Regions from separate parts of the Mus musculus genome. Here regions 2, 3, 4, 5 and 6 are each linked to region 1. A link is a contact called in public ChIA-PET, HiChIP or PLAC-seq and promoter capture Hi-C data. All regions are on one chromosome and are shown on one strand. The core of a region is the stretch at or near the end of the contact, and the rest is flanking DNA. Distances in the headings are between cores, read along the strand shown.

Region 1 (5,124 bases), core at 777-3,276:
ATTATACTACATTTTGGTCTCATTTTTGCAAGGTGTTTCCAAGGGTTAACATATACTTTACCAAAATGATTAATATATTGTAGTAGAAATTAGACGAACTGACATTAGGGGGCCTGGGTACATCTCTAAGTATTTTGTTTTCTTCTTTAGGAAAATGGGAACCGCACCTAGCTTACAATATTACTTCTGAGAACTAACCATAATGCATACGAAGCTGGGTTCCTCCAAAAATTTATACTGTGATATTTCCAAAAGTCCACACTCATACTTCCAAGCAGAGACGTGTATTTCTAGACAAATGATGCCCATCTGATATCACAAAGTACCTTAAATATTCCAGGACTGACGTGCAATTCCAGCTCTCAGGGGGAAGCTGAGGCAGAGGTCCTACTAACAGTTCAATGTCAACAGGGACAACACAGTGAAATCCAGACCAGCCGGGCCTACAACGTAAACCCTGTCTCAAACCACCCCACCAGCACAGATCCAATCTTATTATTATAAAAGCAAGTATACCATAAAAAAAAAAGGTTAAGTGACTTCTCCAACTAATGTATTTAATGAAAGGCAGAGCGTGGAATTGAGATGTCCTGCTCATGATCAATCTCACTATGTCCCACTCAATTACACTTGCAGATCCAACTTGCCACTGAGAGGAAAAGGAGAATTCGCTGAGGAAGTTTTAACTTTAACCTGGCCCTTACTGTCTGGAGGCTTTTTGGTTTTTCCTGGATTTTGAATCTTTTCCCTCAGTGTCTTCACATGCATACTCAGGGGGAGGCGCTGGAATTCCAAAGAGAGGAAAGCTGACATAAGGCTCATTAAGAAAAAGATCATTCACATCTCACCAGAAATCTATGCAGAACTAGAGAGGCCTCCTGGATCTGGTCTGACAAACTCTGATCCACGTTGCTTTAATTTTCCCTAAGTAGGGGTGGGGTGGAAGTAACATTTGTACTTTTGCCGGTTAAACTAGAGGCTCACAGGCCCAAATCCCTTTCTTGGGGGAGCAGCTACCCATAATGCCGCGGTCCCTTGGGAGCAAGGAAGCTGATAGAAGCAGCAGGTTTCAGATGGGGTCTGTGTTAGGACTATCTTGAGCCTCCTGCAGGATACCTCACAGTTACTTTTTTAGCTATGTTTGAGAGGCCAGCCTTGGCTAGGGCACTAAGTCAATTGCTCTGCTAGGCATTCACAATAAGCTCCGGCTTCATTCTCTGCAACAAGTTAACTCCGACAGCAAGAACGCAACAGTTGCGGTTGCAAGGAAACTACAACTTCTACTAAGATTAACAGCTTGCATTACTTGGGGAAAAATGTGGTTCCCATACGGAGCTAGGATTTGCCCCTCCCCCGGGGGGGGGGGCAAGATTATTGACCCCTAGGAAATAATCTAGGGGTTCTCCAAGCTCTTGGTTTTTGTTGGTGGTGGTGGTGGTTTTGTTTGTTTTAATGCCAAAGTTTTTACAGCTTCATGGAGTAGGAGTGAAGGACAGCCAAATGTCCCTGCATTGCAAAGGGCCTGGAACAGACAAAACACAGCCGGCCCCGGAACCACTCATATGTCCGTCGTCGCAGAAATTTAGGAGAAGCGAATCCCTGCACCTAGCCAGCGTTTCCACTCTTGGGTTTTCAAAAAGATCAAAAACCGGAAAAGACCTGCAAACTGGCAAATCGCTAAGAGGAACAGCCTAGCAGGTCTGCGTCCTTGGAAGCTGCGCAGCTTGGGACCCCAAACCAAAATCGCCCGGTGGGAAACCCCAGGGAAAGAAGGGTTCTTGCAGAGGGCTGGGGTTACTGAGTGCAGGCTGCAGGGAAGTACCTAGAGGGAGGGGGCCTGGTCGGGAGGACTTTCCAGCCACTCAGGGCTCATCAAAAAGTTCCCTGTGCATGACCCCAGTGGCTCATCGCAGGGAGTTTCTCCGATGAACCCCGGCCCTGGGTTTAGGCTTCTCAGTGGAGGACGAGCCAGTTCTTTTTCTAGTCTGACTGGCTTGGAAATTCCCCGCGCCTGACCCCGCCCCTGAGAAATCCCCTGCCAGCGTTTATAGGGCGCCGCGGCGGCGCTGCCGAGCCCACAACAGTCAGACCTCGCCAGCCAGCCGCCAGCAGCCTGCAGCCTGCACCCGCTCAGCCCCGCACAGCCATGTTTCAGCCAGCTGGGCACGGCCAGGACTGGGCCATGGAGGGCCCGCGGGATGGCCTCAAGAAGGAGCGCTTGGTGGACGATCGCCACGACAGCGGCCTGGACTCCATGAAGGACGAGGAGTACGAGCAAATGGTGAAGGAGCTGCGGGAGATCCGCCTGCAGCCGCAGGAGGCGCCGCTGGCCGCCGAGCCCTGGAAGCAGCAGCTCACGGAGGACGGAGACTCGTAAGTGGCGCCGGGCACCGGTGGGGGTCGCGCGGGGCCTGCAGCGCGCTCGGGGTTCTGCACGGCGAGGGCGCCGGGGTTGCGGGGCGCCGGGGCTGCGGCGGGCCGCCTGTCTTCCCCCCTCCCCCTCCTCCCCTGTCCCCGGACCCGGAGTCGCCGAGCGCAGGCCGGGGGGGGCGGGGCGGCAGCGGCGGCGAGGACGCAAAGTCCCGGCCTGGCAGCGGTGGCGCGCAGCCGCCGGGCGCCGCGCGGCCGCGAGGGGAAGTACAGGGCGTTCCGGGCGGCGGAGGGCGGGCCGGTCTGGCCGGCGCCCGCCCGGAGGGGGTGGGGCACGGAAAGTCCCTGGGCGGCTGCCAGGAACACTCAGCTCATAATAACCTCGCGGAAAACACCGCGGCCGCGGCCTCCAGAAACCCCGGCCTTGCGCAATCCCCCCTCCAACCCCACCTCCAGCCCGCGCCTCCCCCCCCCCCACGCAGTGTGCTCACCACCCCTCGGGGGGTTTCCCTGTCATCCCTCAGGTTCCTGCACTTGGCAATCATCCACGAAGAGAAGCCGCTGACCATGGAAGTCATTGGTCAGGTGAAGGGAGACCTGGCCTTCCTCAACTTCCAGAACAACCTGCAGCAGGTGCGCTGCTTGCTTGCCCCGCGGGTGCCCTCTTTGACCCCTTGGTGGAGTCAGATGTAGCACGGTCGCCCCCAAAGCGTTTCTAAATTAATAGTCACTTAGTTCTTATCTGCCTTGGCCTTTTGCATTCAAATCAGCCAACGTCTTAGAACCAGAAGAAAAATCCCTTGGGTTTAGTGAGGTCTTTATGACCCACCTAGGGCCTCCTGTTTGCCTGATCTCCTAAGAGACAAATGGGAGGATCAGATTCCATAGCGGGAGGTGTCTGGGGTTCAGGAAACTCAAGACTATGGGTTTGCTCCATGGCTTATCCCTTTCTGTTTCCTCTTCCATTTGTAGACTCCACTCCACTTGGCTGTGATCACCAACCAGCCAGGAATTGCTGAGGCACTTCTGAAAGCTGGCTGTGATCCTGAGCTCCGAGACTTTCGAGGAAATACCCCTCTACATCTTGCCTGTGAGCAGGGCTGCCTGGCCAGTGTAGCAGTCTTGACGCAGACCTGCACACCCCAGCATCTCCACTCCGTCCTGCAGGCCACCAACTACAATGGTAGGTCTGCCAGTCCATCCAAGGATGCAGAGGAGGGAGAGAGATGGGGCCACTTGAGTCTTAAACTCCGAACGTATACAAAGTTCAGACACTGTGATCTTTTTAAAAAGTTTTCTCCTCGATGCCTATATGATATTCACTCAGAACCCAGATTCTGAGTTCTTCAAAACTGATGATGTTTGTGGTTGTCCTCAAGACAATAGACATGAGTTGTGTGAGGATTGAAACACGTAGTTACAGTTTTTGTCTTCCTCCTCCAGGCCACACGTGTCTGCACCTAGCCTCTATCCACGGCTACCTGGCCATCGTGGAGCACTTGGTGACTTTGGGTGCTGATGTCAACGCTCAGGTGAGTACATCTCCCTTCCACCTAATCTCTGTTGGGCTGGCTCTGATGGTGAGCAGGTTTCCAGATGCAGCCGTAAACTAACGCCTGATTGCTTTTGGTTTCAGGAGCCCTGCAATGGCCGGACAGCCCTCCACCTTGCGGTGGACCTGCAGAATCCTGACCTGGTTTCGCTCTTGTTGAAATGTGGGGCTGATGTCAACAGGGTAACCTACCAAGGCTACTCCCCCTACCAGCTTACCTGGGGCCGCCCAAGTACCCGGATACAGCAGCAGCTGGGCCAGCTGACCCTGGAAAATCTCCAGATGCTACCCGAGAGCGAGGATGAGGAGAGCTATGACACGGAGTCAGAATTCACAGAGGATGAGGTGAGTGTTCCTCCCCTCAGCACGCTGACGGCTGTTCTAGGGCTGCTTTGGATCAGAGGGATTTCAGTTGTTTAACTTCTCAGACTCGGCTTGCAAAGCCAGGATCCCAAGAATTTGTCTCTGGTTTGTTTTAAGAGCTTACCCTTTTGGGTTGAGGAATGAGGGAATTCTAGAAATTGAACCCAGGCCTTAGCACATGGTGATAAGCACACGTTCAACCATTAAGCTCCACCCCCTCAATAGCTTAGACTTTTTTTTTTTTTAAGGAAAGAATAGGTAAGGGAAACTCCTACAGCCTGGTGCCCTTGTTCTATTTGGGTTAAGGAGAAAAAGAGCCCAAGAATAGGAGTTATTTCAGCAGCAGCTCTCCCCTTATCCCAATGTCTTGGTGAAGTTCTAGGAATTTAATATGTCTTTTTCCCCTCTCTTGTTTTAGCTGCCCTATGATGACTGTGTGTTTGGAGGCCAGCGTCTGACATTATAAGTGGAAAGTGGCAAAAAGAATGTGGACTTGTATATTTGTACAAATAGAGTTTTATTTTTCTAAAAAAAAAAAAAAAAAGAAAAAGAAAAAAAATGAGAAAGGGTATACTTAGCACCACACCACACAGCGCCTAGACCCAGGCATTTTACTGGGGTGATTCGGCTGTTGTCTTTGTGAAATCCGGGGAAACAGATCACTGAAATTCAAAGAAAATGTCTCTTAAGGTTCATGTTTGTGGGATTTTTTTTGGGGGGGGGGGAGGTGATTTTCCAGAACCTAATGAAAGGACCACGTTTTATTTATTGTGCTTTTGATTGAACCACCATAGACCTAGTAAGTGAGCCCAGTGTGTCCTCCCATGTAAGAGCCAGGT
Region 2 (5,124 bases), core at 1,218-3,717, 850 kb before region 1:
AAACTGTAATTAGTTTTCTATAAAAGGACAAATTATTCCCTTTCTAAATTTCAGTATTATAATTCTGCTATACATTAGTATCTATACATTTCTGTCTGCACTGAGTCCAAGGGAATCCACATCTTTTCATCTTAGAAAGCCTTCTACCTAAAATAGAAGTTTTTATTATAAAAGAAGAAAATAAGAAAACTATCTGAAATGAGCTCACTGGGTATCAGGAAGGAATACAAGATGTTATTAGACAGAAGAAGCAGTGCATAAAGGAGTTAACAAATTCTGACTATGGTGGGACATGCCTTTAATCCCATCACTTGGGTGGCAGAAATGGGTGGATCTCTGAGTTTGAGGCCAGCCTGGTTCTGGGAGTTCCAGGAGAGTCTCAGCGAGATAGAGAAACACTGTCTCTAAAAACAAAAACAATGGAACAACAACAAGAAGAAATCAAGTAAGACTTGGAATTTGGGGCTGGAGAAAGATCTCAGTGGTTAAGAATGCAACTGTTCGTTTTTGCAGAGGGCCAGAGTTTGATTTTAGGCTCCAGTGCTGGGCAGCTCACATCCCATGCCTCTGGCTTCCTTGGGTAATTGTGCATGAGCAGGAGTACTTGCAGTCACCACAAAGAAAACAGCGTGCAGCACCTTAATCATTCCCAAATGTGTGATAAAAAGTCTTCTACTTAGTTTTTTAAAAAAAATCTGATTTCATTACTTGGTACAGAACAAGGACTCTTAGACTCCACATTACAATTGTCACCCATTAACCAGAAACTCAGAGACAAAGTGTGTTAACATTGCGATGAATCGTGAACTTCTATTACAGATATGAGTGACTTGAATGAGAGGGTGCTTGAATCTTGTGAAGATTGTATTGTCAAACCTAAGTTTACATCTTTCTGCTAACAAGGAAACAGACCAGCTTTCTCAAGATCCTGTTAAGTCTGATAATACCAGAAGTCTCTGGATATAAGTGAGTAAAAGGCTCCTTAGACAGGTAAAAGGAGTTCTTTCATTTTTACTCTCCTTATCCTAGTGTCCCTTAATTCCTTATTTCTTCCTTTATTCAGTCTGCTCTCTAAGGATAGACTACCCATTAACTTCATACTTCCACTTCCTGTATGTTAAATGCACTCAACTATCATGAAGAAGAGTTTTAAATCGTTTGTTTGCTTGCTTGCTTGCCTGCTTGCTTTTCGAGCTTTGGTTTCTTTGTGTAGCCCTTGCTGTCCTGGAACTCACTTTGTAGACCAGGCTGGCCTCATAAGGGATTTACCTGCCTCTACCTCCCTAGTGCTTTGGGATTAAAGGCCTGAGCCACTGCCGCCAGAGTTTTAATTCTTTTGTCCTTTATCTTTTAAGCTTGTTTTAAAAATTTAATAGAGCCAGGCATGGTGGAGCATGCCTTTAATCCCAGCATCCGGGAGGCAGAGGCAGGCAGATTTCTGAGTTTGAGGCCAGCTTGGTCTACAGAGTGAGTTCCAGGACAGCCAGGGTTATACAGAGAAACCCTGTCTCAAAGGAAAAAAAAATTAATAGAACTCTACATTATAAAATTATAACTTTTTTCGCTAAAATAAAGCTATCTAATAATACCCAACAAGAGTCGATTTAGTTTTATATCCTAATTTTAAAGAGTGTGGTTACATGGAATAAATTGGTCTTTTCTTTCTTTCTTTCCTTCTTTCTTTCTTTCTTTCTTTCTTTCTTTCTTTCTTTCTTTCTTTCTTTCTTTCTTTCTTCCTTTTCTTTCTTGTTGTTTTGTTTTGAGGCAGGGTTTCTCTGTGTAGCCCTGGCTGTCCTGGAACTCACTCTGTAGACAAGGCTGGCCTCGAAATCCGCCTGCCTCTGCCTCCCAAGTGCTAGGATTAAAGGCGTGCGCCACCACTGCCCGGCTGGTTTATATTTCTATTGGATTTATATTGAAACAATTTTAAGGTCAAGTGTCCAGTGATTGCACTGAGAACCCGTTGCATGTCAGAACTTTGACATAAACTATTTTGCAGGTGTAGTCATCAATGTCGTTCTATGGTAGGAAAAAGAAGCATAATGTAGCCCTTGTGTTCTTTTTAAATTCCTCATATCAAACAGTCTTATAGAGATGAAAATGTTCTATCCAGTAACGATCATCCTGGGTCAAGTTTCTAGTAATTAGAAAATTGTAAAGCACTGCTCCATCACTAACCCGCAATCTTTTTCCAAGACAACTCGACTGTTAACATTTTAAATTTTAATAGCGGGACTCAAATTCTAACACTTAAGAGTAAGGCTCTGCCAACATTCACAGGGAGCATCTAAGAGCCAAGTAGGTTTCTAAACCAAGGTGGACCACAGAAAACACCACCAGACAGAAGGTCCAGCTTCACATACACAAGTTCCCTCGGAGCACAGCTATCCTTGCTCTTGATTGGTCTTCCTGTGTGTCTGTCACACACAGAGGGTGGGGCCTATCCTCAAGCTCTAAGTGAGACGCTCTAGTTTTACGTCATCTCAGTGCGACGAAGTCCGCGAGGGAGGGGTGGGGTGAGCGCTGTTCGCGGTGGTTGGGGGGCTGCTTTGAAGGTGTCATGGCTGCTGCTGCGGAGCTTAGTTCCTCAAGCGGCAGCGAGAGGAGCCTGGAGCAATGCTCCAGCCCCCTCCTCACCCGCGAGGTCCTCTGCGAAGTCTTTCGCTCCTTGCACACCCTGACAAGACAGGTAAGTGGGGGTGCGGCGGGGAAGGGGTGGGTGGGGAGGGAGAGCATCCCGGTCCTTGTCCCCTTAGTTCTCTCGGAGGCGGGGGTCGCGGAGCCCCGCTGGCACGGTGTGTGCCGCTGGTGTGCCGTGGCCGGGCTGTGACACCCGGAAGACCCTGGGCCCAGCTCCTGGGACCGGGAGATGCCAGCGGCACGCTTGATGGCCAAGGTCTGGAGAAAACTGGGGTCCTGGCGACGAAAGCTTGCCCAAAAGATGCCTAAAAGGTGATGAGGGTGAAGGAGGTTCCTGGCGATCACGGTCCTTTTGCCTCCAGTGTATTTATCGCAGAAACTCACTGGTTAATATGGCCTGAAACTTTTCCTAGCGCCATCCCCACTCCTTGGGGGGTGATTTACTCTGGGGTTTTTTGTTTATTTGTTTGTTTTTCTGTTTTTTGTTTCTCTTGCCATTTATTGCATCTCTTACTCTTTTAAACGGGGAGGGATATATAAGGATTTCCACAATTTCATTTGTAGTATACCTAAATTTTAGTGTGAATTGTTGGATGAGTTATGTGTGGCCACTTCTAACTACATTACGACTGTCGTGTAGCTTAGCTAATTGCTCTTTACAGAAAATGTCACAGTAAACCTGGATTTTAAAAACTAGGTTACACTTTACTAGATAGTCGTGATGTAAATGAGGCAATGTTTAAATAAGGAACAAAAGTATGTTTGCCTGCTTTTAGAAGAGTTTTGTGTCAAACATGTTTCCTAATTTGTTTGGGGACTGGTTATAGTGCTTGAAATGGACACAGCACACATTTATGTCAAGGGCAGTGGTACCACCAGTGAGAATAGGACATTTACCTGATTTGTGAGGATTATTTTTAAAATCCTTAGTTGGAAAACCTTAGTAAGTTTATTCTGACTGGCAAACTACTTGAGTTGTACATTCTGTTTGGTGTTACTGGACTTCGAAAAGTTAAAAAAAATTAAACTCAGTTGCTTGATAAGCAATTAGGAAAAAAATTCTTACAAAGTCTTAAGCACTTTCCTTATTAATATTTCAGTAGTAACATCTCAGATCTTTAAATAGTTTAAAAGTTAGAGAACTTTTTGGCGTGGATTTGGAACTTAAAGATTTATTCATTTATATTTCTAATGTCAAGATGAGAAAAATCTTCTCAAATATTATGCTTAGAAATTGCAAAATAATTTACATTGATAAATTATTTGAATTATAAAATATCTAAATTTTGCATACTGAGTTTTTTAATTATATAAATTTATCTCAAAGGTTCAAATGGAAAAATGATTAAACTTAACTTATGCCACTTGCCAAAAATGTGTAGAGAAAATGAAGTTTTTGTAACAGTAAAGGGTCCTTTAACAAGTGTCAAATATAAGATTTTTTAAAAAATTAATTAAATGCTATTTTAGTAATATGTATTTTGAGATGCGTGATTAAGGATGAAAGCCATCCACACTTATAAAGTTGCCCCTGCGGAATGTGTCCTTTCGCAACAAATTAAAGGGACTTTTAAGATGTAAATTGTAATATGTCTAAGTTCACCTTAAATATCATTGAATTATTAGCGCTTTTCGATAGAAAGTGTAAAACTGAATTGTTAAAAAGCATTTTTCCTTCAAATGCAACTAATGTGTTTCTACTGAACATACATGACTGAGTAGTCAGTGTTAATAGTGTGTTAATAGAAAAATTTGAACGCCTGATTACTGTCCCAAGGATTATGGGATAAAAATTCATAGAATCCATATGTTACTGGGGAATTTGCTGAATGAATAATTGGATTATTTGGGGGCCATTTTTAAGTTAATTTGTCACCTTACTGTTTGGTTTCCATAAAAGATCAAGTGTCTCCAGTTGCCTTTGAAAGCTTCCATACTGACATGAGAATATGATCCAAATATTAAGATTTCTTTCCTATAATTATTTTCTCTAGAAAGGGTGATGCTTTGCTTTGGTTTAAGGTTTGCCTGCTTATTCCCCAAACATAAATCTGCCAAGAGCTCTATAGTTGACTGTGGCAAGAATAATGAACTGTAAAAATAAAAAAACAAGACATGAATTGTCCATGGAACCAAAGAGATCTCAGGTTCCTATGTTAAGCACTCTACTGTATAAATAGTGGATACAGAAACCTACTGCCTAAGACCAGGGGCATCTAAGTCCACATTTGGCAAACATAAAGAAATATGAAATTTTACATAGGCTATACTGACATAGGTAAACTTACACTAAGTTAAGATTTGACGATAAGATTACTAAGATAACTGCATTTATTATTGAATATGAAAGTAATCCATCAGCACATGTCTTGGTTTTTTATTCTTACAGCTCTTTAAATTTGTATTTGAGCTCATGAAACATGCATCTTTACTTTGTAGAAAATATGACATAATTTTTAATAAATTATTATTGCAAAATAAGTA
Region 3 (5,124 bases), core at 1,658-4,157, 840 kb after region 1:
CCTCTTAACAATAGACAACTCCTTTCTAATTCCTATTGGAATTGATTAACGTTGGTAACTCTCAGAAATTTGACAGTATTCTTTAATATTCAAAATTTTAAACATCCATGTGAAGATTAATTGTATTTGCTTTCTGATTCTGTGATAAAATACCTGAAACAGTCAGTACGAAAGGCAGGGGTGCTTATTTTTGTTTCACAGTCTTAAAGTTGTCAGTTCATGGTTGTTGGGCCTTGTTGCTTTGGACCTGTAACAATGTAGCAAACTACTGTTCCCTGGGGGAGGATGGGAAGAGGGAGAGGGAGAGGGAGAGGGGGAGAGGGGGAGAGGGGGAGAGGGAGAGAGGAGGGAGAGGGAGAGGGAGAAGGAGAGGGAGAGGGAGAAGGAGAGGGAGAGGGAGAAGGAGAGGGAAGAGGGAGAGAGAGAGAGAGTCTAGTACCGTTTCCAAGACATGCTCAGACGACTTCTCTTACTAGGTATTACCTACTTGTGGTGGTTTGAACGAGAAGTTCCTCTTTCACGTTCAGAAGACAGTGTTTCACACAAGTCTGTCCTGTCCTCTGGCTCTTACATCATTTCTCTCTCTTCTTCTGCAATGTTCCAAAGTCTTGGAGCAGGTGATACAGATGTTTTACTTAAGGCTGAACACTCAATGTATTCTTAGCACTTTGCTGCCAGGCTTTTAATCCCAGCACTTGGGAGGCAGAGGCAGGCGGATTTCTGAGTTTGAGCCCAGCCTGGTCTACAGAGTGAGTTCCAGGACAGCCAGGGCTACAGAGAAACCCTGTCTTGAAAAACCAAAAAAAAAAAAAAAAAGAGCCTTTGCTTTAGTCACAGTCCCTGTAAACCATGTTTTCTCTGACCAAGCCTGAATATCATCGTAGTTATTTAAAGCCAGTTTAGCTAGAAGCCTGCTTAACAAACAACAGTAATAGATTGCTTCCTTGGGCGTTTGCCCTCCCCAGCCATGTTTTTTTTTTTTTTTTTTTTTTTTTTAACCAGATTTACAGTATCAGAATTCTCTCTTGTGGAGCAGGCCTAAAATCTTGTTAGAAAGCAGTTGATTCCCCCCTAACAGTCAGGCCATTATTGTACCAGTGAACTTGTCTTGCCTGGCAGCTTAGTATTGTAGCTCACAAGTGGGTGGGACCACTGAAAAATTGTCTCCCTCAGCAGTTTATATCTTTTGGCACAATGAAAGGTAGTCAGCAGCCAGGGAAGGGTGGTGCACACCTTTAATTCTGGCACTCTGTGAGTCTGAGGTTAGCCTGGTTGAGACTGATTAAGCTGGTGTCCAGAGCAAGTTCTAGGACAACCAAGGCCACACAAAGAAACCCTGTCTGGAAGGGGGCCGTGGGGAGGAGATATCTAGCAAGAAGGAAACTTCCAGCTCAGATCCAGCTTGGTTTCTGAGCTTACTTCTTACCATCATGTGTCTGAAAGATGAGTCCAGGCTCGGTGTGGTTGGTGCATACCTGTAATCGTAGCTCGAAGGAGTCTGAGAAAGGTGAATTACTTTGAGATCGAGGCCAGCCTATACTACATAGTGAGGTCCTGTATATTGGTTAAGTTATTTTTGTTTTTGTTTTTCATTTCCACAAAAAACTAGAATCACTTGGGAAGAGGGAACCTTAGCTGAGGAACATGAGATTGGTCTATGGTGGGCGTGTCCTCCCTACTGTGGGCAGTGCCATTGCTAGGCAAGTGGGGTCTGGGCCGTTTAAGAAAGCAAGTTGAGCAAGCCAGAAAGAGCATGCTCCTAAGCAGTATTCCTCTGTGGTTTCTGCTTCAATCTCCTGCCTGGAGTTCCTGGCTTGGCTTCCCTCCGTGATGTTCTGTAACCTACAAGACGAAATAAAATAAAATAAAATGACTAGGCACCTTGTGAAAGCAGATCTCAAGTCTATTGTTGTTTGTAAGGTCTTTGCTCGTAAGGAGCATAAGGAATTTAAGTTAATACCTGTCAACCTGGAAAGGTTTTAAAGCTTAAAGCAGCAGGTTTGAAACTTTTAGACATGTGAGTTGCAGGCTACTTAATTATGTCATTTCACAAGCACACAGTGCATGGGCTTTAGAGGAGTGGAATACAGCCGGTACTGCTGCAGGTCATAGGAGTGAATCTTTAGGAGACAGATCACATGCTGACCTCAAGCTGTCTTTAGAACCCACTAGATCAAGTGCACTTCTCTTGATTGTGACCTACATGGTTGTTTTCTAAGTGTAGTCATAGAAATATTGGCAACTGTCTATGGCCAATTCTTTTGTCTTTAGGTTAGGGAATACTAGTGCGTGTGTGTGTGTGTGTGTTGTGTGTGTGTGTACTCGCGCGCGCATCCTAGATAGGTCTGTTTTCACGCATGTGCTCGGAGGAAGGGAAGAGCTGATGAACATATTACTTCTACAGTTTTCAACATCTTCTTGGCTGGGTGTCATTTGGCATCCACATTCTCTTTGACCCCCGCATTCCCTCTTGCACAAGGCACTGTTTATTTGCATGCCCGACTCTTTAGTAGCATTCTCACCCAGCCCTATCATCTCTTGGCCCAGAAGGGATTCATGAGGTAGGAGAGAGATTACATACACTGGTTTCTAAAGGAATCCTTCTGGGCTGGTCTGAAGGATCCGGCCTCTTAAGGGCACCATCTCGCATGGACACCAGTGGGGACTGAAGCCGGTCTTGCAACCGCCATGCGTGCGCGTGGAGATGCAGAACTAGCACTTAAACCCAGACCGTTTCCCAGGGCTGGGGAGCTCGCTCCGGGCGAGGCGCGGGGCGGGACAGGAGCACACGAAGTGGCCGCTTGGCCAATAAGCGCAAGCCAGGAGGAGCCGGCGGTGGCCGCTCGGGTGCGCGCGGGGTTGGGCGTACACGGTGACGCGCAGGCTCGGCAGGACCAATGGGCGCAGGGTGGTGGCGGGCGGGCCCCAAGGCCTGGGGCTTTAGGAGGTGAGCGGGCCGCGGGCCCGCCTGACGCTGCTACACCGCGGGAGGCGCATGGCGGGCATGGCGCTGGCGCGAGCATGGAAGCAGATGTCCTGGTTCTACTACCAGTACCTGCTGGTCACTGCGCTCTACATGCTGGAGCCCTGGGAGCGAACCGTGTTCAGTATCCTGTGTGTCCTGGCCTGGCTGGGGCGTGGAGGGGTGCGCGCGCCGGGTTGGAAGGGGGTGGGGGGGTGTCTTGGGGTCAAGGGAGGTGGAACCGCGGAGATCCGGGTCTTGTACGCAATTCCCCTGCCCAAGGTGGAGGCATCCTGATTTCTGCAAGCAGTCGGGAGGGCGACGTCTCCCCTGGTGCTTCCTTGTCCCGCTTCGGCCGCGCCTGCTTTTGATCCTTCAGTATTCTTTGAGGCAGGGTTGCTGCAAATCGCTCCGGGCTTGGGCGTCTTTAACCCTTAGCTATTCCTGATTTGGAGCGATAGAACTCTAACCAGTTCACCAGGTTGTGAGTACGTGGTCTTGACACTCCCACACAGTTTTGGAAAGCAGTTTGTAAGTTACTGAAAGGCCTTTTGGGCTTCAAAATGGCAGTTTTAAAAGTGTGTTATATTTATGACTTCTTTGCATCATAGGTACAAGCTGTGCCCAGAAAAGACTTTGCTGGGGTTTCAAACTGTGCTTTGTTGTTTAGTTTATCACCGGTTAAGAATTGTTGAGTGATGACTTTGCTGAGCACTTTGTGTGTATGTTATCTTGCCTAATTTTAACAGCTCCAGCGAATAGCTCAAGGTTGTGAAGCCTGATGTTTGTTTTCGCCCAATGTCTATGCCGCTATCCTCTGATTTCCGTGTCGACGAAATACTAGCAATTCATTCTTTTAACGCTCCACTTCTCCTTTCCTTAATATAAAAAGAATATACCACATCACATGCTTATTTCATCCGCTCAGCTTCTTGTGGTTTAGCTTTGTTAGGAACAACTTCACAAACGCGTTCCTAGGACTGAGGTAGAGCTTCTTTGCAAGCTTTTTCAAGGGTGCTGGTGTGGAAATAGCATGAGGTTATTTGGAGCTGACTCTTGAAAAATTTTAGCGTCTTGCAAGACTATTACTGTGAGCAATTATTTCCTAACCTAAAGTTTAATAACCAGAATGTATATTTGGGGCTCCGGATTAAGAAAGCCTGATTTTCCGAATCGTTTATTTGTAGCTTCAGTTTGCTCTTTGGATTTTGTAGGTCAGATAACATCTATATTTAAATTTATGCCTAATTGGAACTTTTCAATAGTAGCAGGTAATCTTTTGATTAATTCATTAATTAATTCAAAACACGGTTTCTCTGTGTACCCCTGGATGTCCTGGAACTCATTCTGTAGACCAGGCTGGGTAGCAGTTAATCTTGACTGATAATTATCTTACTACAATTAATGTTGACAAAGCCCCATTAAATAATAATAATGAAAGCCAGCTGTGATGGTTCATGACTGATTACCATGCTCAGAGAGCTGATTCAAGAGGAATGCTGGGAGTTCAAGGCTGCCTGAGGTACATAATACATAGCTACTACCAGGCAAGCCAGGGTTACATAGCAAAACTCAAAGGAAAAGGAAGCCAGGCAGGCAGGCAAAGAAACAGTGTTGGGGTGAAGTGAAACTCTTTAGGTTAGGGTAACAGTAGAACTCAGTTTAGACCTGTAAGCTTTGAAACATTTGTTGGCATGTGGATAAATGCTACAGTGGCAACAGTGTTAAGATTTCTCTGGCTATATTGTAATAGAAATACTGACCCGGGGCCAGATGGCAGTGGCTCACATCTCTAAACCCAGCACTCTGGCAGCAGAAGCACACCGATCTCTGAGTTTGAGGACAGCTTGGTCTACAGAAAGAGTTCCAGGACAACCAAGGCTACACAGAGAAACCCTGTTTCCAAGGGGGGGGGGGGAATTTTTGTTTGAAAAAGTGCCTTTTTCTGTTCTTCTGTTCAAATAGTTGTGGGCATGGCTAGGTGTGGTGGTGCATGCTTGCCTGTAATTCTAGTACTTGGGGAGGTAGCTTCAGGAGCATCAGCAGTTAAAGGCTAGCTTCAGCTACATGTAGGTTTGAGGGCAGCGTTGGCTTCATGAAACCCTGTTCCTCAGAAAACACAGAACCAAACCAAGCCACCCCCACCAAAGGTGCTGATAGAA
Region 4 (5,124 bases), core at 820-3,319, 660 kb after region 1:
AATACAAACCTAAGATGGCCTGGGCTGGGCTTCAGAGCAACTTGTAGGACAGCCAGGCTACACAGAAAAAAAAAAAAAAAGTTTCAAACAAAAACAAACAAACGCCAAGAAAGTAAATAAGTAAGTCATATGCGGATAAGATGGTGAAGATAGTTAAATGCAAAGTGACATTTAGTTTCTTTCTGCTCTTTGGCTCTAGACTTACTTATCAATTGCCAGTGCCCACCAAGTAGCTTGTAACCCATCTATAACTAATGGCCTCTTTTAGCTTCTGAGGGCTCCAGGTGTGTACCTGGTGCACACACAGGCAGGAAAATCTCTCATACACACAAAAGAAACTAAAAATAATTTAAAAAGGTAAAAAGCCACCAGTAGAGATGTGACCGGGGATCCCCGCAGTGGGTGACTATCCCCAGAAGAGACACTTGTGCGCATGAGTGAGTCTGAACTCTGGGATGCATCTGGGAACGGAGCAGCTGATCCCGCTGCAGTCCCAGGAAGATCAAGGCGGGCAGGGCTTCCCAGGGGGGAGGAAGGAAGGTTGGACCAGATAATGAGACAGCAACAAACCCTACTCCCAAGCTGCTAGTGGCTTTTCGCTCCCATGTGGAGTAATTCTTAAGATGGAGCTAGAAGAGCTAGGGGCGGAGCTGGAGTCAGATAAACTGGAGGATTGAGCAGAGGTCAGCTGAGGAGCCAAGCCCCGGCCCTCATCACGCCTGAGACAAGCCGCCTTTGAGGAAGACCTGAGCGGGCACTGGAGCTGGGAGCCAGGGGCAGGGATTCAAGAATCTTCATCAGGAAGAGAAGGGGCCCACGAAGAGACAAGCTGGGAGTAACGCCAATTCAGTCAGGGTGGTAGGGAACAAGTGGAAAGAATCTGTGTCCGTGTCAAAATGGAACCGCTAAGTTAGCCAACTCCGAAAGCAACACATGGCCACTCGCAGGAAGCTTGCGGTATAGAATACATTTCTGTACATATTAAAAACTAGGGAGCTGGAGTGATTAAAAATATGTACTACTCTTGCAGAGGACCAGAGTTCTGTCCTTATCACCCATAGCCAGCACCTATAACTCCATCTCCAGATGATCTGACTCCCATGGTCACCAAGACTCACATGTATACACCTCCCTATACACGTAATTCAAACTAATACTTCAAAAAAAAAAAAAAAAAAAAAAAAAAGACAGCCGGGCGTGGTGGTGCACACCTTTAATCTCAGCACTTGGGAGGCAGAGGCAGGCAGATTTTTTCTGAGTTCGAGGCCAGCCTGGTCTACAGAGTGAGTTTCAGGACAGTCAGGGCTATACAGGGAAACCCTGTCTCGAAAAAAAAAAAAAAAAAAAAAAAAAAGAAATTCCATGAGCACATTTGCTCAGCAGAGCAGATAAGAGTGCTTGCCTCCAACCCTCATGGCCTGAGTTTGACCCCTGGAACCCATATGATAAAAGGCAGGACTGACTGGCACAAGTTGTCTTCTGACTTCCACACATGTGCCATGACACATGCATACCCGCAAACATGAACACAAATAAACATAAGAAAACATGTTGCTGTTCAGTCAATGAACATGTTGCTGAACAAATGACCACAGCACATCCACTCAATTTATCAACTTTAATCAGGTTGGGAAGCATTGAATGAAATCAACTGTGGCGGTGCAGGTCGAGAGTTTAAAGTCATCCTTTGGTTACATCATGCGTTCGAGTTCAGCCTGGGCTACATGAGATCCTATCTCAAAACCAAACAAGCAACAGCAAAAGCCAGACCCTTCACTGTGTGGGGGCTGTAGTTCAAGCTTAGAGGCAGCATGAGCATAAGAAGTGTGTGAGCGTCACTGCCATGTTCTCTGCAGTGAGCTCTTCTCCTCAGAGAAGTGACTCATCATGGCGAGATTATCACTGCTAAGAAACCAACCCCCAGCACTGCATTTCGCCTCCAATTAATTATGAAAACAGTCTTGCTACAGTTACGGAAAAGGGAGACGTGTGCTTCCCCCGTAGGTTAAGGGGAGAGCTGTTCACTGGCAACGTTTCCTGTAAAGAAGAATTGACCGCTCCTGCTCCCCAAGGGCGGGGCTTTCCAGTGGGGGCGGGGCGGAGGCTTGAACAGCTGCACATTTCCAACATAGTATTCCCTACATGGTGTCAAGTGACTGGGAACAGGGTTTCAGCCACTCAGGATGACTTAGTCAGCCCCTTAGTCATCAGCTGCTTAGAGGCAACAATGAGAAGCTTGTGTTTGTGTTTCTGTGTGGGGTACAAGGGACAAAGAACAGCAAATACCCACACACTGCAGTGCTGATCCTAGCTTTCCTCTCAAAAGCATCCTTAATCGTATATATATCAAAGATAAAATCTTTTTAAACTTCAAATCTTATTTAATAATGAATTCTTTCAAAACAAATTATACAAGACAGAGTAGCTGACTGGGGGTGGGTTTTGCCACCATTGTCTTTTTTTTTTTAACATGCCATAGAATCTATTTTGACCATAATATCCCTCCCCTAACTTGTCCCCCCCATTCAGTTTTATGTTCTTTCTATTTATATATAGAAAGAACATAATATATATACATATATAATCATATATAATTTCTTAAATATATATAACAGTTTGAGTGTGCATATGTAGTTGAAAATAGAATATATACTGCAGTGTAGCTGTACATTATTTCCAAATAGTTGTCTAGAAATTCCCTTTTCCCCTTCCTTACTAAAAAGGTTACACATGAATAATAACCAGAAAATATTTCTAACTTACAGAAGTGTACACAGCCAATCTTCCATCACTACCCTTGTTCAGTCTCCCTCTCCTAGCCCCCTGCCCCTATAGAAGATGCAAATCCAACATTACCATCTCACTGGCTTTTGCACAAAAGGCAGATTCCAAGAGGAAAAGTCAGGAGTCACTAAGCATGAATCCCACTGTGGACACACCCCTGGGGAGCGCTAAGGAAAATCGTGGCCAAGTGTCTGAATATAGATCAGGCCAGTTCCAGGGAGATGATACGAGAGCCAGTCATCTCTGGGATTGCTTCTCCCTGCCCGTGCCTCTAACTAGCTGCTCTCCCTCAGACAGCTCTAGTCTCCCAGCCGTGAGTAGACACCATCACAGAGCTGTGAAATGAGACCAGGTGTGCAGAACACCAGCAAGTCACACCGGGAGGAACCCAGTGGTTAGTAGCTTCCCGTCCTCCTCCATGTGGACTTGGGTACATCAGAAGCACATACTGACTTATTTTTAACGAAGTTCTATTTCTGGATGTTTGCAGGGAAAGTGATAATCCCATGCACACCCTGTTATAGAAGGTAAAGGGGTGTGCCTGTGCCCCCACCGTGCTGCTCAGGCTATGACAGTGGAACACAAGTAGTAGTGTAGAGTTAACTAGAGGAACGGAGAAACCAACAGATGTATGCAGGAGTTCAGTTCAGAAGAGTATTTAGGATTTAGAAACCCTGTTAACGCCAGGCGTGGTGGCGCATGCCTTTAATCCCAGCACTCAGGAGGCAGAGGCAGGCGGATTTCTGAGTTCAAGGCCAGCCTGGTCTACAAAGTGAGTTCCAGGACAGCCAGGGCTACACAGAGAAACACTGTCTTGAAAAACAACCCCTGTTAACTGTGCTTATGTTATAGCTTGGAAACCTGTACAGTTAACTAACTGATTCAAAGAACACACTAAATGCCTTAGGGATGCTCCACTCCTCGGGAGAATTGCATTAAAAAAAAAAAAAAAAACTAGATTGAGGGAGCTGGAGAGATGGCTCAGTGGTTAAGAGCACTGACTGCTCTTCTGAAGGTCCTGAGTTCAAATCCCAGCAACCACATGATGGCTCACAATCATCCATAACAAGATCTGATGCCCTCTTCTGGTGTGTCTGAAGACAGCTACAGAAGACTCATATATAATGAATAAATAAATCTTAAAAAAAAAAACAAAACAAAGAACAACTAGACTGAGGGCTGGAGCCATGGCTCAGCTGTTAAGAGCAGTGACTGCTCTTCCAAAGGCCCTGAGTTCAATTCCCAGTAACCATATGGTGGCTCTCAACCATCTGTAATAGGATCTGATGCCCTATTCTGGTGTGTCTGAAGACAGCTACAGTAGTGTACTCATATAAATATAATAAATAAATCTTTTTAAAAAAATAGATTGTTGCTGGGCAGTGGTGGCACACACCTCTAATTCTATTACTCAGGAAGTAGAGGCAGGTGAATCTCTGAGTTTAAGAGTTCAAGACCAGGGCTGGTGAGATGGCTCAGCGGGTAAGAGCACTGACTGCCCTTCAGAAGGTCATGAGTTCAAATCCCAGCAACCACATGGTGGCTCACAACCACCCATAATGAGATCTGACCCCTCTTCTGGTGTGTTTGAAGACAGCTACAGTGTACTTATGTATAATAATAAATAAATCTTAAAAAAAAAAGTTCAAGACCAGCCTGGTCTATAGAGTAAGTTCCAGGACACCAGGGCTATTATATAGAAAAAAAAAATGCCTGTCTTTAAAAAATTAAAATAAATAAATGAAATGAAAATTTGACTTTTTTGAGACAGGGTTTCATTATGTAGCCTTGGTAGTCTCAGAAGCTCTGGGAACCTCTAAACCTCAGAAATCCCACTCTAGTGCATCTGAGAGCTGGGGTTAAAGGTGTGTGCTACCACATCTTTTTAGATAGCAGTTTTAGGTTGGTGGCAGTTCTGGGCTGTAGGAGCAAAGACACCTCATATACCCACTACCCCCACACAGCAACACCCCACAACAGTCAGAGACAGTGTTTCATTTTGTGGGCCTACACAGATGTGTCCCTGTCACAGCACCACAACTCACTTTACAGTTCATCTTTAGTATGGCAATTGTAGGTTGGACAAGTGTGTTCATACCAGTGTATGTAATAGAAAGCCCTTAGGTGGAGGTCAAGACCAGACCTCGCCTTAAAGATAGATAGATAGATAGATAGATAGATAGATAGATAGATAGATAATGATAAGTAGATGATAGATAGATAGATAGATAGATAGATAGATAGATAGATAGGGTAGATAAGGTAGATGATAGATAGATGTTAGATAATGATAGTTAAATAGATGATAGATAGATAGATAGATAGATAATGATAGGTAGA
Region 5 (5,124 bases), core at 1,630-4,129, 630 kb after region 1:
TTGAGACTGCTAGAGGAAAATACAGGAAAAGTATTTCAAGATATAGGTCTAGGCAATGATTCTCTAAAAAGGACTCCAATACCTCGGGAAATAATACCAATAACTGGCAAATAGACCACACGAGGCAAACAGCTTCAGCACAGCAAAGGCAGAAGGCAGAGGGAGATGATAACGACACGTGAGATGTGTAAGTCATAATGTTAACTACTAATAAAATAGGCCAGCACACCTTTAATCCCAGAACTCAGGACACAGAGGCAGGCAGATCTCTGTAGGCTAACCTGGTCTGCATAGCAAATTCAGGCCAGTCAGTCCTACACATATAGTGAGACCCTGTCTCAAATAAATAAATAAATAAATAAATAAATAAATAAATAGATAAATAGATAAATAGATAAATAGATAAATAGACAAATAGACAAATAAATAAATAAATATTGAAAGGACAAGTTACATTGGGTCAGCAATAGGCTTTACCAGAATAGCAGGTTTCTACTCTTGGCTTGTTTAGTTGATGCCAGCTGTCCTACATGGGACTTCATTATACAATTCCTAAAAGCAAGCACTCTTTTTTTTTTAATTAGGTATTTTCCTCATTTACATTTCCAATGCTATCCCAAAAGTCCCCCATACCCTCCCCCCACCCCCTACCCACCCACTCCCACTTTTTGGCCCTGGCGTTCCCCTGTACTAGGGCATATAAAGTTTGCAAGTCCAATGGGCCTCTCTTTCCAGTGATGGCTGACTAGGCCATCTTTTGATACATATGCAGCTAGAGTCAAGAGCTCCCGGGTACTGGTTAGTTCATAATGTTGTTCCACCTATAGGGTTGCAGATCCCTTTAGCTCCTTGGGTATTTTCTCTAGCTCCTCCATTGGGGGTCCTGTGATCCATCCAATAGCTGACTGTGAGCATCCACTTATGTGTTTGCTAGGCCCTGGCGTAGTCTCACTAGAGACAGCTATATCAGGGTCCTATCCGCACAATCTTGCTAGTGTATGCAATGGTGTCAGCGTTTGGAGGCTGATTATGGGATGGATCCCTGGATATGGCAGTCTCTAGATGGTCCATCCTTTTGTCTCAGCTCCAATTTTTTTGTTTTTGTTTGTTTGTTTGTTTTTTTTTTTTGAGTGAATTCCTGTATAGCCCTGGCTGTCGTGGAACTCACTCTGTAGACCAGGCTGGCCTCGAACTCAGAAATCCGCCTGCCTCTGCCTCCCCAGTGCTGGGATTAAAGGCATGCGCCACCACTGCCCGGCAATTTTTTTTTTATTTTACTATTTATTTTTTTACTTATTCACTTTACATTCTGCTCATTGCCCACCTCCAAGTCACCCCCTCCCACAATCCTTTCTCCATGCTCAAGAAGCACTCACTCTTAAGAACAAACTAGGGCTGGAGAGATGGCTCAGTAGTTAAGAACACTGACTGCTCTTCCAAAGGTCCTGAGTTTAAATCCCAGCAACTACAAGGTGGCTCACAACCACCTATAAGGATATCTGATGCCCTCTTCTGGTGTGTCTGAAGTCAGCTACAGTGTACTTATGTATAATAATAAATCTGTGGGCCTGAGAAAGTAGAGTGGACCGGAGCACCCACAACAGGCAGCTCAGGCAGCTCACAATGGTCTGCCACTCTTGCAACTCTAGCTCCAGTGATCAAACATCTTCTGGCTACTAAGGGCACCCACACACACATAGCAGACCTTCACACAGATACACCTACATGTACACTGAGTAAAAACAAAAGGATTTTTTACATTTATTTTTTATGTGTGTGCACATGTGCAGGTGTTTGTGAAGGTTAGGAGAGGGAGTCAGGGTCCATGGAGCTGAGCTCACAGGTGACGACTGCCTGTGTGCTGCCTGACATGGGGATAGGGTACCACCAAGCTCGATGACTTAAGTTTAATTCCCAGGGCCCACACGGTAGAGGAGAAATGACTCCCACAGCACACCTATTCACACACACACACACACACACACACACACACACACACACACTCTCTCTCTCTCTCTCTCACACACACACACACACACACACACGATTTCAACACAATTACCAAATCAAATGTGTCAGGCCCTTTTCTCTCCACATATAAACATTTATTTTTCTAGTAATCTCAATACATCCCATTTACAGGGGAAAAGAAACGTAACTTGAGCAGTTTCTGGTTTTACTTGGATTATAATTCTGTCCAAGGTATCTCCAGAGACTTTTTGTGACCTCACCCTCTTCTTGCAGAATTCCAGGTATAAGCCAACATTCCTGCTTCTCATTCTGCCTTTGCTTAGTACTTCAATCACTAAGGTAATATTTATAGTGTTCGTTCTCCTTTTAGTAATAAGAGGGGTCTAAACCCAGGGAGGTGGTGCTTGCCTGTAATCCCAACACCTGCAGGATGGAGGCGGGATCCGTTCAAGGTCATCTGCAGTTACTTCATGAATCAAGAGACCCGCAAAAGACTCCAAACGAGATCCTGTCTCAATTCAAACACACAAAGAAGAATAAGATCTTAACGATTCATTCAAAGTCGGGGCTTTCCAAAGGGGTCCCGAAAGGTTACAATCCGGACCCTTTCCGTGGAAAGCGCAAGTGAATGAAGCAAAGAGCTCTCTACCCGACCACCACACCCCGTTTCCTCACGTCACAACCCCCCAGAGCAGCGCCAGGAGCCCGCGAACCGCTCGAGCGTTGAACCCGGATTGGTCGCTACGACCATCCCTGTCAGCATCGGGGCTCCCGCCGCCGCTGCGCGTGGTTCTGCTAGCGGTTCTGGAGCTCCGGGGTCAGGCGGAGGACAGCGGCGGGGGCGGGGCCTGACCACGTGACCGCCCCCGCCCCGCCCGCCCTGCGGCCCTCCAGCCCGCCGCCCGCCCGCCCGGCTGCAGCTCCCGGCGTGCCCTGCACTCTCTGCTGCCCGCCGCCGACCCCTCCTTCTTCTCGTCCCAGTGCCACCGAGCCGGAGTCCGAGCCACCGCCGCCGCAGCCACTTCAGCCGCGGGCACTATGGTAAGGTGGGCGCGCCGGCGGGGGAATGCTGGGCGCGGCGCGGATCCCCGCGCGGCCGCCATCTTAACCCTGCCTGGGCCTGTGCGGTGGGCGCTTCGGCGCTGCGGGCCGAGGGCTCGAGGCCCTGCGGCCGCTCCGAGTCCCGAGGCGGGAGGGCCCGGCGCAGGCCCGGCGCGAGAGGGTCGCTCCTTGGGCCAGGGCCCCCGCGTGTTGCTCTGCCCTGCGCGGCTTAAGGTTTTTAACTCGCGCGCTGTAAGGTTGGTACGTGGCCAGCAGCCTCTGGGTGAGGGTCTAGGAGGCCGGCCATAACGCCGTTCCGAGGAGATTGAACAGGTAGAAACCTATTTTAAAACGCTTTTCTCGCCGTAGGGAGCCTTTTCACGGGATCTGTTAGTTTCAAAGCGGCTGCCAATGGGCGGTGGGGCGTAATCGCTGTAGCCGCAGCGGGTTGGAGTTTACACTTGATTCTCTTTCCTTATGTGGAAGCAGCCGTGGCTAAGACGGCTTTAAAGAAAGAAAAAAAAAATAGTAGAAGCGTTAACTGAAATCCTGGAGTGTTTTTTTTTAAGGCCTGCAGAGTTGACACAATACAGAAGGTATTTTTGCTGCTGCTCCTGAAGCTCTGACATCACCCAGTGAAATAGGAAACATTTCAGGCATGGCTCAACTGTATTTGTCCCTTCCCACCTCCCGTTAGCGGTTCTCTCCGTACTCCTTTAAGAAGGATGAATGAGCAGTATGAGTTAGACATTTTACCCGTATCTTCTTCTGATATTTAAAATTGACAGACCTAATAGGACTGCTTACGTTGTTTGGTGCAGTTTTTTAATACTCTGGCCAGACTGAAGTCTATGATTTTGGTTAAAACCGAAATCCTTATTCTAAATTCCCACCCTTTGTTTGTTTTCAGGCATCTGGAGTTACAGTGAATGATGAAGTCATCAAAGTTTTTAATGATATGAAAGTAAGAAAATCTTCTACACAGGAGGAGATCAAAAAAAGAAAGAAAGCAGTTCTCTTCTGTTTGAGCGATGACAAAAGACAAATAATTGTAGAGGAAGCCAAGCAGATCTTGGTGGGTGACATTGGTGACACTGTAGAGGACCCCTACACATCTTTTGTGAAGTTGTTGCCTCTGAATGATTGCCGATATGCTTTGTACGATGCCACGTACGAAACAAAAGAGTCTAAGAAAGAAGACCTAGTATTTATATTCTGGTGTGTAAAAACAAAAGAAAAAAAGTACTTCTAAAAGTGCAAGGATTATTATTATCAGAGTCAGTTTTTGCCTTTGTTTTTCTTTTGAAATTCAACATTTTCTCCCCCGTAGGGCTCCTGAAAGTGCACCGTTAAAAAGCAAGATGATTTATGCTAGCTCTAAAGATGCCATTAAAAAGAAATTTACAGGTACCAACATCGACTGTTCTGTACAAAAAAAAAAAATTTTTTTTTTTACTCTTTCTTAGTTATAAGGTTAATGAGGTGTGTTTTTCTTTTCCGTTTTAGGTATTAAACATGAGTGGCAAGTAAATGGCTTGGACGATATTAAGGACCGCTCGACGCTGGGAGAGAAACTGGGGGGCAGTGTTGTAGTTTCCCTTGAAGGAAAGCCACTATAAAATAATAGCCAAGTGCCATTTGATCTTAAGGGGCTTACACGTATCTCTCCAGCTCAGTCCACTGGAATTGTATTAGGTTTTGTTTTTTTTTGTTTATTCCCTTTTCACTGGTCCCGTTCGTGAATGAGTGAATATAAGAAGCCTGTCAGTATTGCCATGAGACTGTTTCATATGGTTACTTTTCTGTATTCCCAAGGAATGCCTTCCTGTCTTATTTTAGCCAAAACAAACTGGTTCCATGCCTTCCTTGCAGTGAACGTTACAATGGATGTGGTTGTCAATGTGAATAGCTTAGAGTACTACAAAGGGTAAGCTAACTGAATGCCTTGAAAATATTATCCACTGGTCGGTCATATGGGAGACTTGTTTCAGTATTATTTATAGTTGCACTTGATTACCGTTCTCTGAGGCACTGGAGCCTTCATACACCTCACCTGCCTTGGCAAGCCTATTTTTGTGACCTGGCAGCACAGATTTAACACTATTCGTTAAA
Region 6 (5,124 bases), core at 902-3,401, 540 kb after region 1:
TCTTCCTCTCAGCCCCATGCTCCCAGAAATAAGACTCACACTCAAAAATATATTTACAAATACATTGGCCATATAGCTAGGTTCTTCTCTGACTAGATCATAACTTATTATAACCCATTTACTCATCTACATTCTGCCACGTGCCTGATTACCTGTGCTCTGGTACCATGGGTCCATCTTGTCACTTCTTCCTGGGTGAATCTCCCGAGCCTGGCACTATCCCAGAATCCTTTCTGCCTCCCAGGTGTCTCATCTCTACTTCCTGCCTAAGCCATAGACCATCAGAATTATTACTGGCAGGTGCCACATCCATACAGATAGATATAAATATTCTCTCCACAGTCTGCATCAGTTCTTATCTCTCTACAGCCTTACCAGTACTCGTTAAATGTAAAATTTTGCTTTTGAGAGACATGCCACCTCACTGGATATGGTCTGTTACTTGCTGTGGTTTTGATTCTGTGCTTTACAGATGAGAAGAGCATCTTTTTATGCTCTTTGCCATTTATAGCTTTGAGAAGTGTCTACTCAGACCTACTAATTTTTTAAAAGTTCATTTTTCTTTCAGTTGTAAGAACTCTTCATGTATTTATTCTATCTCAGGTTTTCTAGAATGAGTTAGGAAGTATTTTCTATCCTTCAACCATTTAAAAGACTCACTTTTATGTTTTTTGCGTGACTGCTGAATGTGTGTGTGGGCACTCTATGTGTGCATGGGCAGTGGTATTGGAAGCCGAAATGTGGACCCGGGAACTGAGCCTTAGTCCTCTGCAGGAGCAGCAACTGCCCTTAAATATTGAGATGGCTCAGTGATTATGATTTTGAATTTTTAAAAGAATTATGTGTGCATATCTGGGTGAGCGTGTGTGCACATGGATTAGATGCCTGAGGTGTTGGATCTCCTTAGAGCAGGAAATACAGGCAGCTGTGAGCCTCCTGATGTGGGTGCTGGGATTGCAATCAGGTCCTCTGCCAGAGCAGTGAATGCTCTTAACTGCTGACCTCTCCAGCCCTTTAAAAAGATTGATTGATTGATTTTAGATTTATAGTTATTATTTTAAATTCCATATGTGCATGTGGGTTTGTGTACATGAATTCGGGTGTCAGTAGAGGACAGAGATGTCAGATTCCACTGGAGCTTGAGTTACAGGCACCTGTGAGCCCGCTGATGTCAGTGCTAGGAACTGAACTCAGGTCTACCGTAAGAGCAGTGTGCACTGTTAACCTGTGAGCCAGCTTCTTCCTCCCCGCCATATATAATAATCCCCCCCAGGAGAAGAGCTGGCAAATGAATAGTCCTGTGAATTCAGATACACTCACTCACACACACACCCCATCCCATGCACAGCCTTGTTCATTGAACGAGATATGCAAATGAATAGCACAGTCTCTAACATTTTAACATGAACCTTCCATTTTCTTCAGAGAACAGGGAATTGGCTCATTGCTAGAGATGTATATGTCTATTCTTACCGGGACTCCCCTTGATTGTCTGAGAGCTGCACACGAATGTGGATGAGATCCCACCAGCGCTGGCTCTTGCTGTTGCCCACGGATCTGCAGATGATCTGCAAACGTGGGGACACAGAGCTCCTCCCGGTCCCTGCAGAGGGTCTGAGGAGCAACACTGAAACCTGAGTCTGCAAGGTCAGGGCCTCGTGCTCGAGCTGTCAGGCTCCACATCAGACCCGATGGGTATCCAGGGTGACTCGAGAGCCCTGTTCAAACCTCTTCAATGTGTAAAAGCAAAGCAATGATGGGAAAAGGAACCAACTCAGAACCGTGTGCACTGAGGACTCTCTGCATGGCCTTTCTCTAGGCATCTAGGCTCTTGTTATTTATTTTTCATTTATTTTATGAGTGTTTTGCCTACATTTCTATCTGTGCACCATTTTACAGATGGTTGTGACCTGTGAGTGCTAGGAACTGAACCCCAATCCTTTAGAAGAACAGCAAGGGCTCTTAACCACTGACCCATCTCTCTAGTCCCAACTGTCAGTGTTTTAGTAGCTTGGATATATATTTTACTTTTCATAAAACTAGCCTATCTGAGATGTTACATTGTTAAATGTGCCTTTAAGACATACTGCTGTACAACCATCACCCAGTCTAATTTTAGAAAACTTTCAACACCCAGAAGGAAACCTGTGTGAGGTCGCAATCAGTACCGGTTTCCACTACCCCACTTCCACCCCTACTCCCACCCCCACCCCACCCCTAGCTTCCTGGCATCCACTCATCTGGTTCCTTTCTCTGTGAGTTTTCTTGTTCTAGAAACTAATATAAACTCTTATATTTTGTTTTATTTGGTGCCTGGCCTTTTCATTTAGCATAATGTTTTCAAGATTCATCTATATTATATGAATCATGTCCAGTTCCTTTTGAGACAGATTATCTGTATATAGCTCATGCTGCCATTAAACTCACCCTTCTTGTGCTTCAGCTTTCCTAGAGATGCGATCATGGGCACGAGCCTCGATGTTCACATTGTGCGTGTGTGTGTGTGTGTGTGTGTGTGTGTGTGTGTGTGTGTGTGTGTGTATGTGTGCGCACATATGGGGTCAGTGGACAGCTCCCAGGAATAGATTCTTTCCTTATGCCATGGGGATACAAGGTTGAATTCAGAAAGGGGAAGAAATTTTATCCAATGTAGACATCTGGCCACCTGAGAAATGGTTTGTCTTTTTTAATGTGTGTGTGGTGTGTGTGGTTTGTATGTGTAGATTGATTTCAATACTAGAAGTGAAGTTGGAGCTCGAGGGATTATGAAAAAAGCAAGTGACAATTTTTTTTCTGTCACTGAAAGTTGACACAATAGTAGTGGGATTAAGTAGTATTTTAATTAGTAAAGGAGTCAGAAATTGGTCCCATACAATCCAGAAGTTCTGTGCAGAGTAAAAGGAAGCCAAACTAGGACTGGGAATGTGTCTTATAGTACAATACATGTGAGATGAACCCCAGCATTCTAAAATAACAATTATAATAATAGGTTTTTTGTTTGGGGGTTTGTTATTGTTTTGTTTTAATTAAGGGAATGCCAGAATGGTGGTTACAGAATTAGGGAATAGAAAAAATTTCCAGATATTAAAAAGAAAATCTCCAGATTTATGATAAAAAATAAAAATTTGGTCAAGAGACTTACAGAATTTAAGATATTGACTTTTGAAGAACTATAGGACTCATTCTGGGTGATGACATATACAAATACTTGATTTTTCTTTCATTTTAAAATTTTTTTGATTTTTTTTGACACAGGGCTTCTCTATGTAGCCCTGGCTCTCTTAAGACAATGTTTACCGTGCTGGCCACAAAGTCACAGAGATCTGCCTGCCTCTGCCCCCAAGAGCTGGGGTTAAAGACATATGCCATCACCCCCCCTGGTTGATATTTAATTTTTTTTCTTTTTTTTTTTTTTTTTTTGGTTTTTTCGAGACAGGGTTTCTCTGTGTAGCTCTGGCTGTCCTGGAACTCACTCTGTAGACCAGGCTGGCCTCGAACTCAGAAATCCACCTGCCTCTGCCTCCCAAGTGCTGGGATTAAAGGCGTGTGCCACCACGCCCAGCTTTAATTTTTTTTCTAAGCAGTTACTTTAGTTAAGAGTATAATTGACTGGGTTTGGTGGCACATTGCATGTGCCCAAGTACTCCAGACACTGAAACAGAAGAATCAAAAGTTTGAGGCTAGCCTCATATATATATTGAAATTGTCTCAAATACAATTCCTAAAAGACAACTTAGCCCCACTAGATTTAAAAAGATAAATAATTGTATTAATCACAGTTCTCCAGATAGAAAATATATTTGTGGATGGTGGAGAGAGAAGAAGATGTAAGAGAATTGGCTTGTAGGTTCTGAAAGCATAGTTCTCACACTTGGCTATCTGAGAAGTGGGTTACCAGGGCTGGGAGCAGAGCGTTGCAGTTTGTATCTGAAGGCAGAATCAGGGGGCTGAGGGTGCGGTTGTCACTCTGAAGCTGAAGGCCTACTTGCCCGAGAACAGTGGGAAGGGTGCTGCAGGACCTGAGCCCAGAGATCTCGGAGCTTTCTTCTTCGGGATAGAGTAAGGGGCCCCAGCAAGAAAGTGAGTTACTGTTTCCCTGCCTTTCTGTTAAGTGTGATATGGGGAGAGGCTAATTAGGCTATACCTGCCAGCATGGAGGGCTAGTCTGCCCTCCAATCCCACTGACTCTGGAAACAGCAGGAAATCATGCTCTTTTGTTTCTGTTACTATGTGCAATAACTGGGGGCGAGCCCAGTGTGGCAGGCCCAGCTGGCAGGCACTGTACCAACTGAATTTTAAAATTAGATGTCATATTATCTTTTTAATTGAATTGTTTAGTTAGCCATAGCCTTCAAAACATAGACTGTGTAGCTTATGAATGAATTTGGGTTATCTTGCTAGTAAGCTGTGTCTCTTTTAGACCCTGTTACAACTAGACATGGTACTCATCTGACATGACTTGCATTTTGTGATTATTTGTTTCAGGCTGCAGTGTAGAATCTTGGAAGTCCTCCCTCCATTACATCAGAATGGTTTTGCTAACGGACACCTGAGCAGTGCTGATGGAGAGACGATTGTCATCAGCGACAGTGACGACTCGGAAACACAAAGCAGCTCTTTTCACCATGGGTGAGGAGTAGTTTGTACTTTAGCTACCAGATTGGTGATAGTCAATTGAAATATAAACTTTCTTTCCTGCCTTTCCTTTTCTAGTCATACTGTGGTATACGATCCTTAAATTACCCATTTCAACAATAGATTCGAAATGTAAACCTAGTTAACGCTCTAATTAGCTGCTTAAGAACAGACCCCCTAGCTGGGTATGACAGTGCACATGCCTTTGGGCTAAATAGTCAGACAGTGTCTCCAAAAACTAAAACCAAACAAAACAGCTTGTTTCTTGTTTGCTGGGGATTGACCCTAGAGCCTCACAGGTGTGGGCAAGCCCCACCTACCACACAGATGGGTCTCACTCTCTGTTCCTGCGACTCCTGGCAGTCACTTCCACACTGTCAGCCCTTCCAGACTGGCTACTTCCACTTGAAGTATGCATTTAAGTTCTCACTGTGTCTCTTATTAGAGCCTTGATAGCTTATTTCCTTTTTGCATGGAATAATACTGCAT

The links. Promoter capture Hi-C pulls out the DNA fragments that hold promoters and counts their contacts. ChIA-PET counts read pairs in DNA pulled down with a chosen protein or histone mark. HiChIP or PLAC-seq counts read pairs in DNA pulled down with a chosen protein or histone mark.
Region 2: a contact with region 1 is called in a promoter capture Hi-C map of pre-B cells, with 3 times the contacts expected there. The contact joins the promoter of Mbip here to the promoter of Nfkbia in region 1. A contact is called at or near these places in 3 of 39 promoter capture datasets (liver, maxillary cranial neural crest and pre-B cells) and 1 of 115 datasets of contacts at active chromatin or transcription factors (extraembryonic endoderm stem cells).
Region 3: a contact with region 1 is called in an RNA polymerase II ChIA-PET map of memory CD8 T cells, with 15 read pairs. The contact joins the promoter of Sptssa here to the promoter of Nfkbia in region 1. A contact is called at or near these places in 3 of 39 promoter capture datasets (hematopoietic stem and progenitor cells, liver and pre-B cells), 1 of 115 datasets of contacts at active chromatin or transcription factors (memory CD8 T cells) and 1 of 9 other capture datasets (adipose tissue).
Region 4: an H3K4me3 HiChIP or PLAC-seq map of stem cell-derived neural progenitor cells shows a contact between it and region 1, with 6 times the contacts expected there. The contact joins the enhancer-like site here to the promoter of Nfkbia in region 1. A contact is called at or near these places in 19 of 39 promoter capture datasets (the 3T3-L1 cell line, 3T3-L1-derived adipocytes, the C10 cell line and 11 more), 1 of 15 datasets of contacts at CTCF or cohesin (embryonic stem cells), 11 of 484 Hi-C or Micro-C datasets (the G1E-ER4 cell line, the N1E-115 cell line, cranial neural crest and 4 more), 7 of 115 datasets of contacts at active chromatin or transcription factors (bone marrow-derived dendritic cells, bone marrow-derived macrophages, embryonic basal ganglia and 3 more) and 1 of 9 other capture datasets (embryonic stem cells).
Region 5: a contact with region 1 is called in an H3K4me3 HiChIP or PLAC-seq map of stem cell-derived neural progenitor cells, with 5 times the contacts expected there. The contact joins the promoter of Cfl2 here to the promoter of Nfkbia in region 1. A contact is called at or near these places in 9 of 39 promoter capture datasets (the C10 cell line, the HPC-7 cell line, cranial neural crest and 5 more), 6 of 484 Hi-C or Micro-C datasets (CD8 T cells, the G1E-ER4 cell line, cardiomyocytes and 2 more), 12 of 115 datasets of contacts at active chromatin or transcription factors (astrocytes, embryonic basal ganglia, embryonic limb bud and 6 more) and 1 of 9 other capture datasets (liver).
Region 6: a contact with region 1 is called in an RNA polymerase II ChIA-PET map of memory CD8 T cells, with 10 read pairs. The contact joins the enhancer-like site here to the promoter of Nfkbia in region 1. A contact is called at or near these places in 4 of 39 promoter capture datasets (the C10 cell line, cranial neural crest, embryonic stem cells and 1 more), 2 of 484 Hi-C or Micro-C datasets (B cells and embryonic stem cells), 1 of 115 datasets of contacts at active chromatin or transcription factors (memory CD8 T cells) and 1 of 9 other capture datasets (liver).

What each region holds. Positions count from the first base shown.
Region 1 is chr12:55,489,549-55,494,672 of GRCm38.p6, reverse strand. It overlaps Nfkbia (nuclear factor of kappa light polypeptide gene enhancer in B cells inhibitor, alpha), which reads left to right and starts at 2,026. Exons shown (of 6, transcript NM_010907.2): 1 at 2,026-2,373; 2 at 2,895-3,003; 3 at 3,343-3,553; 4 at 3,814-3,902; 5 at 4,007-4,267; 6 at 4,704-5,124. The coding sequence starts at 2,147. The coding sequence ends at 4,751. Gm36634 (a long non-coding RNA gene) reads right to left here and starts at 1,378. Exons shown (of 3, transcript XR_381610.3): 1 at 327-1,378.
Region 2 is chr12:56,343,237-56,348,360 of GRCm38.p6, reverse strand. It overlaps Mbip (MAP3K12 binding inhibitory protein 1), which reads left to right and starts at 2,467. Exons shown (of 9, transcript NM_145442.2): 1 at 2,467-2,689. The coding sequence starts at 2,561.
Region 3 is chr12:54,654,355-54,659,478 of GRCm38.p6, reverse strand. It overlaps Sptssa (serine palmitoyltransferase, small subunit A), which reads left to right and starts at 2,907. Exons shown (of 2, transcript NM_134054.2): 1 at 2,907-3,107. The coding sequence starts at 2,996. Gm40884 (a long non-coding RNA gene) reads right to left here and starts at 734. Exons shown (of 3, transcript XR_872765.2): 1 at 484-734; 2 at 154-247.
Region 4 is chr12:54,832,071-54,837,194 of GRCm38.p6, reverse strand. No RefSeq gene overlaps it. Among named protein-coding and RNA genes, the nearest start is that of Cfl2, 28 kb to the left of the region's middle. Within about 2 kb of position 2,069, at least 263 of the 459 cell types and tissues checked have an H3K27ac peak or open chromatin away from gene starts, as enhancers often do. A contact at or near this core is called in the G1E-ER4 cell line, the HPC-7 cell line, the N1E-115 cell line and 7 more, where this site is marked.
Region 5 is chr12:54,860,632-54,865,755 of GRCm38.p6, reverse strand. It overlaps Cfl2 (cofilin 2, muscle), which reads left to right and starts at 2,879. Exons shown (of 4, transcript NM_007688.2): 1 at 2,879-3,012; 2 at 3,923-4,230; 3 at 4,343-4,419; 4 at 4,519-5,124. The coding sequence starts at 3,010. The coding sequence ends at 4,631.
Region 6 is chr12:54,954,203-54,959,326 of GRCm38.p6, reverse strand. Baz1a (bromodomain adjacent to zinc finger domain 1A) reads left to right here. Exons shown (of 27, transcript NM_013815.2): 4 at 4,486-4,629. Among named protein-coding and RNA genes, the nearest start is that of Gm51983, 15 kb to the left of the region's middle. Within about 2 kb of position 2,151, at least 26 of the 459 cell types and tissues checked have an H3K27ac peak or open chromatin away from gene starts, as enhancers often do. A contact at or near this core is called in memory CD8 T cells, where this site is marked.